Regions from separate parts of the Hordeum vulgare genome. Here region 2 is linked to region 1. The links are chromatin contacts, called in public Hi-C maps. All regions are on one chromosome and are shown on one strand. The core of a region is the stretch at or near the end of the contact, and the rest is flanking DNA. Distances in the headings are between cores, read along the strand shown. Region 1 holds the start of LOC123444714 (probable inactive receptor kinase At5g58300). Region 2 holds the start of LOC123444715 (ubiquitin-conjugating enzyme E2-17 kDa-like).

What was found. Hi-C and Micro-C count contacts between places; a contact is called where the count stands out from the background.
Region 2: a contact with region 1 is called in a Hi-C map of leaf, with 5 times the contacts expected there. The contact joins the promoter of LOC123444715 here to the promoter of LOC123444714 in region 1. A contact is called at or near these places in 4 of 6 Hi-C or Micro-C datasets (leaf and seedling) and 1 of 1 datasets of contacts at active chromatin or transcription factors (embryo).

Annotation. Positions count from the first base shown.
Region 1 is chr3H:528,068,650-528,075,469 of MorexV3_pseudomolecules_assembly, forward strand. LOC123444714 (probable inactive receptor kinase At5g58300) reads left to right here and starts at 3,353. Exons shown (of 3, transcript XM_045121529.1): 1 at 3,353-3,681; 2 at 5,553-6,820. The coding sequence starts at 5,624.
Region 2 is chr3H:528,270,795-528,277,614 of MorexV3_pseudomolecules_assembly, forward strand. LOC123444715 (ubiquitin-conjugating enzyme E2-17 kDa-like) reads left to right here and starts at 3,779. Exons shown (of 5, transcript XM_045121531.1): 1 at 3,779-3,892; 2 at 4,870-4,948; 3 at 5,440-5,567; 4 at 5,939-6,043; 5 at 6,600-6,820. The coding sequence starts at 4,879. The coding sequence ends at 6,743.

The DNA.
Region 1 (6,820 bases), core at 2,103-4,602:
CTTGATCTTTCTCTCTAGTTGATTTTCAACTTCAACTTTATAGATCTTAAAGTAATCTAGAGCTTCATCTTTAGTTTGCAACAAATTAGAATAGCAAAATCTAGTCGCATCATCAATCAATGTCATGAAATATCTCTTTCCACCTTTTGTCAACACACCATTCATCTCACATAGATCAGAATGTATGAGTTCTAGAGGTGCCAAGTTTCTCTCCTAGGTAGCCGTGTGAGGCCTTCGAGGTTGCTTCAATTGCACACAACTATGGCACTTAGAACCTTTGGCAAGCATGAAATTAGGAATTAAACTCATACTAGATAGCCGAGATATTAAACCAAAATTAATATGACATAAACGAGAATGCCAAACACTTGTATCATCATTAATACTAGCACAATTTTGGTTTACTGACTTATTGCAAAAATTTGAAAGGGAAAAGCGGAACAAGCCTCCGCACTCATAGCCTTTTCCTATAAATTGTCCAAATCTCGACACGATTACTTTATTTGACTCTAAAACTACCTTAAACCCATCTCGACATAGAAGGGAGCCGCTAACTAGATTCTTGTTCATAGTATGGACATGCTGCACGTTCCTTAGTTGCACGATCTTTCCCGAAGTAAACTTCAGATCCACCATGCCAATGCCACGAACAGAAGCATGCGACCCGTTCCCCATTAGGACGGAAGAATCCCTTGCGACCTGATGAGAAGTAAACAAAGAGATGTCAACACACACATGAACGTTAGCACCTGAATCAATCCACCATGAAGATGATTGAAGTACTGAAAGCACAATAGGTAAATTACGATACCCATCAGTATTGCTAGCGGTCACCATGTTGATAGTCTTGGAGCTTGTTTTCCCTCCGTGGTCTGCACGTTTTGAGCATTCCTTGGAAAAGTGTCCGAGCTTTCCACACGCGTAGTACTCTAGCTCAGCCTTTTTGAACTTCTTCTTGAAGGTAGTAGTCTTTATAGGCTTGTTGAAAACAGGCTTGTTCTTTCCTTTGTTCCTGTTCTGTGGGAACCTTTGTACCATGTTGGCAGTGAACCCCACCTCCTTTCTCAGTAGTGTCTTTAGCCCGAGATTTCTCTTCAATATCAAGAGATGCAATCACATTTTCAACTGATATCTCATGTCTCTTATGTTTCACTGAAGTGGCGAAGTTTCTCCATGAAGGAGGCAACTTTGCAATCATGCACCCAACCACAAATTTATCGGGTAGATCACACTTAAGGAGTTCCAGTTCCTTTACAATACATTGTATCTCATGAGCTTGTTCAACCACATAACAGTTATTTACCATCTTGTAGTCGTGAAAATTCTCCATGATGTATAGTTCACTGCCTGCATCTATCGCACCGAACTTAGCTTACAGTGCATCCCACAGTGTCTTTCCATCTTATATGTGCATGTACACATCACATAGACAGTCAGCAAGAGCACTAAAAACGCATCCCACAAACATAGTGTTGGCTTCCTGGAACTTTCTCCAATCTTCATCATAAGCTCCCTCTAGCATGCCAGCACTAACATGAAAAACTTTCAGAGGAGTAAGCCAAAGCGTGGATCTCACTTCCCACCTCTTAAAGTTCACAATGGTAAACTTATACGGCCTCAGAGCATCAGCAAATCCAGCCATACTTAACTCAGAAAATTGCCTACAATTAGGTTTTTGGATTGTTGGAAGATTAGGCAAGTTCCTGATTAACTCCAATAAATAATTCATGACTAAAACAGAACATATCATGCAATACTCTAGCAATCTAGTAGAGCAACCGAACATGCACAACATCACCGCGCAAGAAGCAGCAACTACAACGAAGAACATTAAGAGATTACGAGTAACATACTGTTCTTTAGTTGAAGCACGAGCGACTGTGTTGATGATGATGCTGGCGACGATCCTTTGTTGATGGCGATAAGGACGACGATGAGTAGCACCGCCCGACTTGGACGGTAGACGACCCGTGCTAAAGACTTTGAGCAGTCGCGCAAAGTGCTTCCCAAAAAACCTAATTCGTCCTCTCCCGGTGCAGGATCGCAAAGATGAACGGTTCCGAAGACCTGCTCTCTCGCACGCAGATGCACGTCGGCGCTCGCGATGAGGTAAACTACGACGGCGGCGCAAGTTGTGAGATGAGGCAAAATCGTAGATGTTTTTGGTGTGTCTTTGGCCGACCACGGTAAGCAGTATATATATGAGAAACAAGGTCGGTATCGTGTCGCAATCACGTCTCAAACCGACTTGGTTTCCAAGTCGTATACTTACCGGACAAGAAATTCTCAACTTGTCTGCCAAGACAGAAAAATAAAACGGCAAAAGAAAGTCGTGCTCCCGTAAGGCAACGGACCGAAATTCAGCGGACCATTCTCGCGCACCCTGCCCCGCCCGCCCCGACTAGGCAAGGAGAGCGCGCGTGTGTGGTCTTCTCCTTTCTCTTTTGAACACACACTTAGTGTGGTGGGAAGAACTCACTATATAAAAAGGTCCAATTCTTTTTCAACTAGCGGCATTGGACTAAACTTTAGCACCACCACTTGCCATTTTACTCATAGGCTCAATTTGAGATTTCATAATTTGTAAATGGGCGAGGCCCATTAATTCTAACATGATCAAAACAGAGAGGAAAACAAAAGAAATCAATGCCAATTTGCTAATTACTATCATTACATGCAATGAATTGACCACTCGTATGTCGTCTTAGTTAATCTGAAGTCATTACGAACATTCTTGTACCGTCTCTGGGAGGAGAGCAGGCGGCACAGCTCGGTGTCCAATAGTGTGCATCATTGCCAACTCATGGCTTCTCCTCCCGGGCAGCTCAGCTGTACAGAGGATTTGGATCTCGGTACCGGTCGATCGGAGCGCCACGAGATGGCCGTGCGGCACGGCCGCTGCTGCGCGGCGGGCCTATCCCTGTACCGCCGTGTCCCCCCTCCCTCGCTCCCCCGATCTTGAAACCGGGATCCGGAGACCGGAGGCCGTAAACAAAGCCACGCTGCTATCGCCGATGCTTACTTACACGTCGGTGCGCCCCGAGAAGAAAATGGACCTCCAGAATGTTTTTTTACTTATGTTCTCAAAGAATGTGAGCTTACACTGTTACACACATGCCCTGTAGGCACCAGGCAGACTTCCAGATGTCCGTCGACCCTCCCTCGGGGGGTAAATCCGTCACTCTAACAAACCCCAAAACTTTTACTCTGCAAAATAAGCGCCCGGTAACTGACGCTTCTCTTAAATGCACGCCAAATTTGCACACGCAGTTTCCACCGACCCGCAGTGCCGCACAGCACAGCACAGCACAGCTCCCTCCTCATCTACAGCCACCGCTACAGCGTCCGTCCACACACACACACACATGTAACCCGACACACCCGCACACACAGGCAGTACACAGCTCAGTCGCGGGCGCGCAGCGAGATCGCCACGCCACGCTCTCCTCCACTCTCCAGCCAGGCCGGAGGCGAACTCCAAGGCGGGCGGCGGTCCGGCGCTCCTGCTCCCCGCAATGCCGGCCGCTTCCGGCGCAGATCGGGCCGACTCCTCCTCCTCCTCCCGGCCACCGCTCTCGATCGGCGCGTGACTCTGGGTGGGCGGCCGGAGGACGGCTGGATCTTGCGGCGGTCGGCGCGGGGACGGAAGGACGCATCGCTCGATTTCCCGCCTGGCAAGAGGTTTGCGGCCTTCTCTCCCCTCCTCGCCCGGCGCCTTCCGTTTCTTTATCTTGTTTTCTTGGATACACCGACGCCTTCGGATGCCCAAACCTCTCCCGCCGAGATTGGAACCTGGGCTCGATTCGCCCCCCCCCCCCCCCCCGGGGTTTAGGAACGGAATCGATTAGCGCAATGCAGTTTGTTGGCCGTTGTTTGTTTTGCGCCTGATGGCTAGTGTTAAGCTTTTATTTGTTTCCAAATACGGAGAAGAATGTTTTAATGCCAAGAGCTGGGTAGCACTAGTTCTTGTATCACATTCCTTTCCTACTAGATGAGTTGGTAATTCTTTTCAACACACTGATAAGTCTCTGCTGTTGTAATTCTGTCTACAGAATTATCGACCATCATGGCGCCACCCGGTCCACAGTCAGGTGTATGGATGCGTGTAGGCCGTGCCAGCGGCGTAGTAGCCCATGCAGATGCAGCCATGAACACTTGCATTGATTTATGCCAGCCGGCCAGCCCCCACCTCCCCTCCAAAAAGATTAAAAGACCCTACTTTCCTTCCTCTCCTTCCGTTTCTCGCTTTCTCTCATCCATCGGAGACCTTTACCTCCAGCTCTAGGCCCTGCCTTTTAGTGCCTGTGGCCCTGTGCTGTCACTTCTAGTATTAACCATCTAGTAGTAATTGAGAACACAACGGTAACATGAATTCAGGTGTGGATCATGTAATGTAAGGTTAGGTGAGCACGCTGGTACTACTGCGGTGGTGTGGTGTGGTACATTTAAGTGGATCACCTACCTCCACATAAAGGGAATCTAGCAAATTTTCCTCTGGGAGCCTCGTTGAACAAGTTCTTGCCATCATTTGTCCACCATTTTTTAAATGATGGTTTGCTAGTCCTAAGCTAATGTGCGCAATTTGGGTTCTGCTTTATAAAAAGGAGGCCAATGAGTGATATGAGACGGGCTGTATGCTGTTGTCACATGCACATTATCTCAACTGCCCCCCGTTGAAAACCAATAAGAACCACCAGAGCAATCAGCTTGATGGTGGGTCTTATGGCTGAGAGTCTGAGACTAGAGGAAGAGACAAATGGAGCCGATGAGAGGGGAGCTTACTATGTAGTAGTAGTTGGCAAATGTGAGGTGTCTTGCATAGAATGCCTCACCATGGAAGCATTTCTCTCCTGGATCATTCTACTGGCTTATTCTATTACTTACGTATGCGGTTGCACCAGCTTCTGTTCTGATCGTTGCAATTCCAGTTGCACTGCAAAGTGAGCAATTTCTGGTTGAGCCTAATGATAGCTAAGGTAGGTACAAACGGGAGAGCTCTTAACTCTCAAGAACATTATTGTGTTGGACGAGGTATACAATTGCTTATTTGACCAAATACAGAGCCGGTATGCAAGTTTGGTCTGTCAAAGCCCTGTATATGTATACTACTCCGTATTTGTTATCTTGCCGATGAACCTGTCTTTGGATGATCTAAAATGGGATATTGATTTTAAAGCCATGAACATGCAGATGCCAGTATGTGGGTCGAAGAGAACGTTTAAGTATCTCACTTATTCAACTGCAAGTTCTTCTGAAAACAAGCTACCACGGTAGATTATTCTCTACAACCCTTTAGGATAGAGTAGGGGGGAAAATCCACCATTAACTCTCCCATATTTCTAACTTTGCATATCTCTTGAGCATATTTTCTAGTTCTTAGGCAGTTAGTGCCAAAAGTGTATTTAGGTGCAAAGTTTATGCTTCATGTTTTATATTCTGAATTCCTTCGTTCACCGCTTTTTTGGGACCTTCCTTTTTACATGTACTATCTATTATTGCCTCGATGTTTTGTCGGCCACTTTCACTTACCCTTTCTTTTTCTCTCATTCTAGAAGAGTGAAGAGCTGATGAGAAAGCTTGGACTACAGAGTTGAAATCTATTGGCTTCCAGCAAGTCCGAACAATGCAGCATCTTACACTTGCAGCATCTCTGTCTGCTGCTGTTCTCTTTGCATGCATCCTGTATGCTGAAAGTGCCGATCTGAACTCTGACAAGCAGGCTCTTCTTGCATTTGCTGCATCCCTGCCCCATGGCAGGAAGCTCAACTGGAGCTCCACGACACCTGTCTGCACTTCTTGGGTGGGAGTGACATGCACACCGGACAATAGCCGTGTACACACACTACGCCTACCTGCAGTAGGACTCTTTGGCCCGATACCCTCGGATACACTTGGCAAGCTTGATGCCTTGGAGGTGTTGAGCCTACGGTCTAATCGCCTTACTGTTGACCTCCCTCCTGATGTAGGATCTATTCCATCCCTTCATTCCCTCTACCTGCAGCATAATAATCTGTCTGGAATCATACCAACTACACTTTCATCCAGCTTAACATTCCTAGATCTGTCCTACAACACTTTTGATGGGGAAATCCCATTGAGAGTACAAAATCTCACTGGACTTACTGCAATCCTTCTCCAGAACAACTCTCTTTCTGGACCCATCCCTGACCTACGTCTCCCCAAATTGAGGCATTTGAATATGAGCAACAACAACCTCAGTGGTCCAATACCACCTTCCTTGCAGAAATTCCCAGCTAGTTCATTCTTAGGGAATGCTTTTCTGTGTGGGTTACCATTGGAACCATGTCCTGGAACTGCGCCTTCTCCTTCACCGACACCATCAGTGCCCAGCAAACCCAAGAAGAGCTTCTGGAAAAGGATCAGGACAGGTGTTCTAATTGCAATTGCTGCTGCAGGAGGGGTATTGTTGCTTCTCTTGATTCTTGTACTCTTGATATGTATTTTCAAGAGAAAGAAACACACAGAACCAACCACAGCTTCGTCATCCAAAGGAAAAGCTGTTGCAGGTGGAAGGACAGACACCCCTAAGGAAGACTACAGCAGTAGTGTTCAGGAAGCAGAGAGAAACAAACTGGTTTTCTTCGAGGGTTCTTCATATAACTTTGACCTGGAAGATTTGCTTAGAGCTTCAGCTGAAGTACTTGGAAAAGGAAGCTTTGGAACTACCTACAAGGCTGTTCTTGAGGACAGCACCACAGTTGTGGTCAAGAGATTAAAGGAGATGGTGGTGGGGAAGAAAGACTTCGAACAGCAGATGGAGATAGTTGGCAGGATTGGCCAGCATCAGAATATTGTTCCG
Region 2 (6,820 bases), core at 2,529-5,028, 200 kb after region 1:
TAGCCTAGTACTAGTAAGACTTGTGGTGAAGCTTCTTTACGCCAAACTGACAATTCAAGGCATAGTCTATTGTTCAGTTGTAAAGGGGTGTAGCTACTTGTTCTAGGTGAAGCTCAACCTTAACAGGTCTTCACTGAAATGCCGGTATATTAAAACAGTGGTTGGAACGAGGGAACATGATGTGCCCTTGAGATCTGGTGGGGGATTGTTGGAAATTATTGGTGGGCTTTAGACCCATAAGAGAATTTCGGAAATCTCCAAGGGCCCATGTAGGTGGTGGCATGACAAGGTGGTGGTGGGAAGTTTAGTCCCACCCCGCGAGTGGAGAAGAAGTTGGACTCCTTTATAAGGGTCTCTCTTCTACATTCTATTGGAGAGTGAGAAGAGAAGAGGCCCTCGCGCATTACTCCTCCGCCGCCCGCCACGCCACGACGCGGTTTGCGGGAATGAGCCGAGTCGAGCTCATACCTACGCGCTTATTTTTAGCCGTCACGAGATCAGATCACCTCTGCCTCACGCGCTCGTTCCTTTGCTGCTGCTGCCGCCGGCGACTCCGTCCCGTTCACCGCGTACACGGTCGACGGGAGAGCAGGCCTCCGAAACCCCGCCTCTCTGGTTCTTGTATGGGAGAGGGGCGATTAGGTTTTTGGGGAGTGATCACGCGGCTACTCGCCTCCGTTCGTCTGCTTCGTCTATGTCCGCGTCGTCCTCATCATCGCCATGGCTGAACCAAGCGAAGCCAACTGTCTCCTCCTCGAGAAGGCCGAAGCCGAGAAGAAGAAGGCAGAGGATGCTGCCGCCGCCAACGCTGCTGTTACGACCAAGTGGCCAATCGGAGGGATAACCTGTTTATCCCGCTCCTGTTTACTTCTGCCCTAGCAGTACTAGCTATATGCGTAGATGTTTATCCTATATGCGTAGTACTTGCTACTATGCTGTGTGATCAGTATGTCATGAATCTAGTCAATGCCATGTTAGTAATTATTTCATGAATTAATCTACTCGGAAAATTGCCTATTTACTCAACAACAACTATGTCTACTATCTTACGGATAACATCTACCCCAGGTGACAAACATTTGTGAAGCCGATGACGACACCGCAAGGTAAGAAAAATCTTGATTTCCATAATGCTCATTCGGCGGCTAGAAAAGATGTGGAGAGAGCTTTTGGAATTTTGCAAGCCTAATTTGCTATTGTGAGAGGACCGGCTAGATTTTGGGATCAAGATATCTGTCGGTACATCATGAACGCTTGCGTTATAATGCATAACATGATCATCGAGAATGAGCGTGGGCATGATTTAAGCTATTCTCAGTATGAGTTATTGTGAAATCCCGTGCGAGTGCGAAGGACGGCTGCGAGGATAAACACGATTTATTGCCTTCTATCAATGTCATTCAACGTGTCGAAACGCATGATGATCTTCAGAAGGATCTAATCATGAAGAGGTGGGCATGGCATGACCGTTAAATTAATTTGATGTTGTATGTCTCATGTAATATTGTTGAACTATTTGTTGTACTGAAAATAAACTATTTATTTGAGTTGCAATAATAGTTGGACTATTTATTATTAATTTATTTTATTTTGGTGAGAAATATTGTTTGGGTTAAGCGCGGCGTTGTAAATATAGCGCGCCTGCATTTTGCAGCGTCTGCTGGAGCGACAACGCCCCACGTCTGCTGGAGTTACAACATCATGCAAAAGGATGGAAGGATGATTTTTTTTTCTTTTTGTTCTTCTTTTGCCGATGTAGCTCATTTCAGAATTGATACTACTATTATGTTGATCGCTATTAAAAGGGGTACAGTCAGCAACTTGATGAGGCTGTCTTTGGTAATCAACAGCTTTGGCGTGAAGTTCTTTCTGTTGTACTGAAACTTTAGTTGTCTTAGCTTTTTTGAATGGTTTATATCTTTACCTAATAATAAAGAGGCTATCGCTTTCGTCGGAAAACCCACCGAGCTGATTTTACAAAAATGTCCTTACTGTTTATGACATTAAACTCGTAGTATATATTAAATATTTTTTAAAATACTCATATCTTTTAAACCGTAACTCCAAATTTAACATATTATACATGGAATTTGATTAGAAAAATATGTAGAATTTAAATATGATATTATTTTATCTGTTAAACGTTTAATAAAAATACTATCTAGGGTGCAATCTTAATAAATAAGTCATTATTCGTCTTTCTTTCATACCGGTACTCATCCGGGTTAGGAATGAGCACGTCAACAAAATCAGGATTAGAGATGAAACTGAAGGTCACTTGACTAATTCTTTGTACGTATTAAATCTACATGCAAGCCGTGTTAAAATAGAAGACCTGTGAAATTTTGAACTGCATTTTTGTAGGATAAGACCATCTTTATTTGTATCGTAACTATAAATTCTTAAATTATAGACATTTTTTATAAATTAAGAGCGTGTGCCGTGTGGTATTTCTTTCTCCCGTTGTAATTTTTGTTATTCAACCCGCGCTCCATCATTTATCTGCAACGCAAAAGGAAAAACGATTCGCTGCAAAAATTATACCCGTACGCATCGCCTCCTCCCGTTGACCCTGGGCCACCCCGGACTGTGCCCAGGCCGCCGCCACACCACTCGCCGCCGCGGCCGACCTCAACTGCCACCGCTGCCGATCTCAACCCACCCGCCTCCGCGGCCGTACCTCTCCCCGCTCACTGCCCCCGTTGCGGCGCTCGAGCGCATCGCGTCGACCCTGGTCCACCCTGACGTGTGCCCAGGCCGCTGCCACACCACTCGCTGCCGCGGCCGACCTCAACCACCACTGTTGTCGATCTCAACCCACCCGCCTCCAAGGCCGTACCTCTGCCCGCTTGCTACCCCCGTTTCGACGCTCGAGCACAGCTTCTGGATCAAATCAACGCGACATCTACAGTGACTGGGGATGATGCGTCTGCTCGATGCAGAACGACGGAGGGAAGTACTTGCAGGTGGAGGCGGGCCTCCATGGCTCACACGGGGAACTCCGAGGTTATGGCGCGGCAACGGCGACTCCTTATGGCCAGATAGAGGCGCCTAACCCTTGCTCCCCTCATCGTATCCCCTCCTCCGGCAGGAACTCATCATCTGGTGAGATCCCCTCCTCATGCCTCCAACAGTGTGCCAAGCACCGGCAAGAAATTTTATTTTGTGGGGATTTGTTTGCTGATGAATGAATGTATTGAATGTAAGATTGTATTGTTGTACAGACAGAGAATGGAACACCACCTTCAGTTTGTCATCTGATCCCACATTCTCTATCCCATGAGTGAAATAAGATAGCAATCCGTTGATCAATTCACGTAGCCGCTTTGTTTTGCTTTGCTTGTCCCGCTCAATTTCTCATCATGGTGGAATTAACAATGGATGGGTTGATTTCTCAACAAAATAGGATAGGACTGACTACATTAGTTAGTTAACTTATTATTTTAATAAATGAAAATGATTATAAAAAGATTAAAAGTGTGTGGTATTTTTTTCTCCCGTTGCAACGCACGGGCCCTTTTGCTAGTATATCTTAAAGAGAAAAAGAAAAGAAAAACCGCATCCCCATCTTTTGAATGGTTTATATGCACCGGTAGTAAGGTTCCATAGTTGAATAATTTGGACCCGTTCAACACGCCTAACTTGGACCGCCGAAATTCCCCGTTGGGCACTCATCACTGTGTCGACATCGCCTTCACACCAGAGAACCGTATTCCGACGCCTCGTCCGCTGCTAGATTTCCTTGCCGTAATTATTTCAGCAAGGAAAATATAACGCCCTGTATCGGGTTCGGGTGCCAACAAAACAGAGGGAGCAAAACACACCCCGAGCGGAAAAGGAGCGAGGGCCTCTCTCTCCATCCCCGACCTCTCGTGGCCGCTGCGAAGAAAAGGTACCCCTCCCTCCGCCTCCTCCTTCGATTCCGTCAGATCGGCGCAAGTAGCTCCGTGTCCCGATCCCGATCCGCCCCCGTCCCGGCCTTCGCGTAATTTATCCCCCGATTCCGTTGGCCGTGTCTGGATTTATCTTTTGTTTTGTGGTAGATCCGTGGCCCGGCGCCCGGCGTCGCCGCGCCGCCTGCGGCAGGGCCTGTGCTGCGCGTTAGATTTGTTGCGCGCCGGTGGCGATTCGCCCACCGGCCCGTCGATTCGATGCGTGTTCGCTCAACCCGCTGGGTCGTCATCGTCGATCTGTTGCGTGACGTGATTCGTTAGAACCAATCGTCGTGTTTTGTTGTTCCTCTTGTCGTGTAGGCTAAACGGTTTTTGCTAGGTCTCAATCGACTGGGAATTTGTAAGTCTCGATCGATTCAAAAAAAGTGCGACTTGTTTTTTTTTTTTCTGCGCGTGGAAGGCGTCGTTGCTTGTCAGTGATCTGTTGTATGGTCGGATGGATTTGTGAACCTGTGGGATTGATCTGGTGGGATATGCCTTGCTTGTTAATGTAGCTTAGCAGCCAGATGATTTCTACAGATCGTTATCTGTTAATGTTAATTTGATAACCGCATTAATTTTTATTTATTTATCCCAGTATGAGTCTTGCACCAGTTTGTTTGATTTTGCCACCTTTAAGATAACTTGGTTGTGTTGGTGTGATGGAACAAATATGTTAAGGTTAACGAATCATTACTTAATCGAAGCTTCGTGTTCTAGATTACTTTGGACAAATATATACGAGTAAGTAGTGAAGTTACTTCAGCGCCAGGCTAAATACTTTGAAGCAATAAACCCGTATTGTTGTATCTTTTGCTTTTTATTATTCTTATGCTGCCAACTTATTGCAGTATGTGGTGAACGAAAATATGTTTAAACTCTAGAGTTAGTAACTTATTCTTGAGTCTCATAAACATGCAAATGTAACTCAAAGCAGGAGCTTATCATGGCTTCAAAACGTATCCTGAAGGAACTCAAGGACTTGCAGAAAGATCCTCCGACATCATGCAGTGCAGGTACGAGCCAGATATATAATTCACTGATGACTAATATCCATGTTGTGTGTATCTTAGCAGCGTTGATATGCTATGGTCATGTGAACTATCACCGGAAGTTTTTATGGCGTCGGCCCATTGATAAATTGGATTATTTCCTAATATACTTTTCATTTTGCTCAGTCACTTATCCAGGAAATTGAACTATAACACACAGTTTCATTCACTGTTCTTGCCCAAAGAGATTGTATCACTATGCCAGTTTCTGTCTGTCAGTGTCCTTTTACGGTTGACTAGCTAAATTGATGTTTTTATTTAAGAAAGGTATCTTGCATAGAGTCTTCCTAAGTACTCTGTATATTCCAACTTAGTAACTGATGAACAGTCATCAACAACCACTACAATTGACCATCAGTTCTATAATCAGGATTATGTCGTGCTGCTGCTTGGTGCTTACTCCCTTGTTTGCACAAATGATTGTAGTGATTTATTATAGGTTCCTTTTTATTTAGGTCCTTCTGGCGAGGATATGTTCCATTGGCAGGCAACCATCATGGGCCCTCCTGATAGTCCCTATGCTGGAGGTGTTTTCTTGGTGAATATCCATTTCCCCCCGGACTACCCCTTCAAGCCTCCGAAGGTTAGTGCTGAACAATGTTGAGCCAAACAAATTTCCTTGCATCTTTGCCATCTTTATTGGAACATGAATCTTGTCAAACTGTCAGTATGTCTACCCTCTTCATGTTCCATTGATGTTTCAGTGTTAGCTTGTCTGATTTATGTTCATCCCTACATTTTGACATTAAGGACCAACTATATCTTTTTATATCTCAATGTTTTTACAGAAATCGTTATTATATCACCTCTTCTTTTTTAGAAAAATATTCTGTTTCTGAATCTATCTTTTCTTTTATCACCCCATTCTATGACAGGGTCAACTTTGTGGCCCTACTTGTTTTTTTAATCTTCTCTTTTCCTCCTTGTACTGTTCTAAAGTGTCTCTTCCTTCAGGTATCGTTCAAGACAAAGGTCTTCCATCCGAACATCAATAGCAATGGAAGCATATGCCTCGACATTCTGAAGGAGCAATGGAGTCCTGCTTTGACGATCTCTAAGGTGCTCTCAAAGCATTTCATTCCTTTACATCTTCTCTGTTGTGCTGTATATACAATAGTAAATGAGTTATTTCCATGCCCTTGCACTCTCGATGAGCTACAGTTGTTTGTATTGCCTCATTACACAATTTATAATCTCAACTTACATGTTTGATGTGATTTGCTGGACACTACTACAAAAAGTTTTAATTTTTGTCATCTGGTACTGTCATGACCTTTTGGCTGGAGTCTTAATGTTAGTCATGACCTTTTGGCCGGAGTCTTAATTGTTTGTCATGACCTTTTGGCCGGAGTCTTAATTGTTTGTCATGACCTTTTGGCCGGAGTCCTAAGTGTTTGTCTAAATGCAGTTATTTGGTGTTACCTCATGTTGATGCTAGCATATTGTTAGCAAATATTAAGCTCAACTACTTTTTTGGGGTTCAAGACATTGCAAACCGTCCCAACAATAACTGTATAGTTGGGATAAAAACATCCTACAGCCCTTTCCTTTGCATTTGGTGCATTATGCAGAATGTAGCTACACTACTAACTCCCAGTACTGTTGTTTTCACCAGGTTCTGCTTTCAATCTGCTCGCTGCTTACCGACCCTAACCCGGACGACCCTCTCGTCCCTGAGATTGCCCACATGTACAAGACGGATCGGTCTAAGTACGAGACGACAGCCCGCAGCTGGACGCAGAAGTATGCCATGGGATGATACGGAGCCCATGCTCGTATCCACTGCTTGCATGCAGAAGATTGTGTTGCTGTCCCGGGAAACTATCTCTGGGTCAT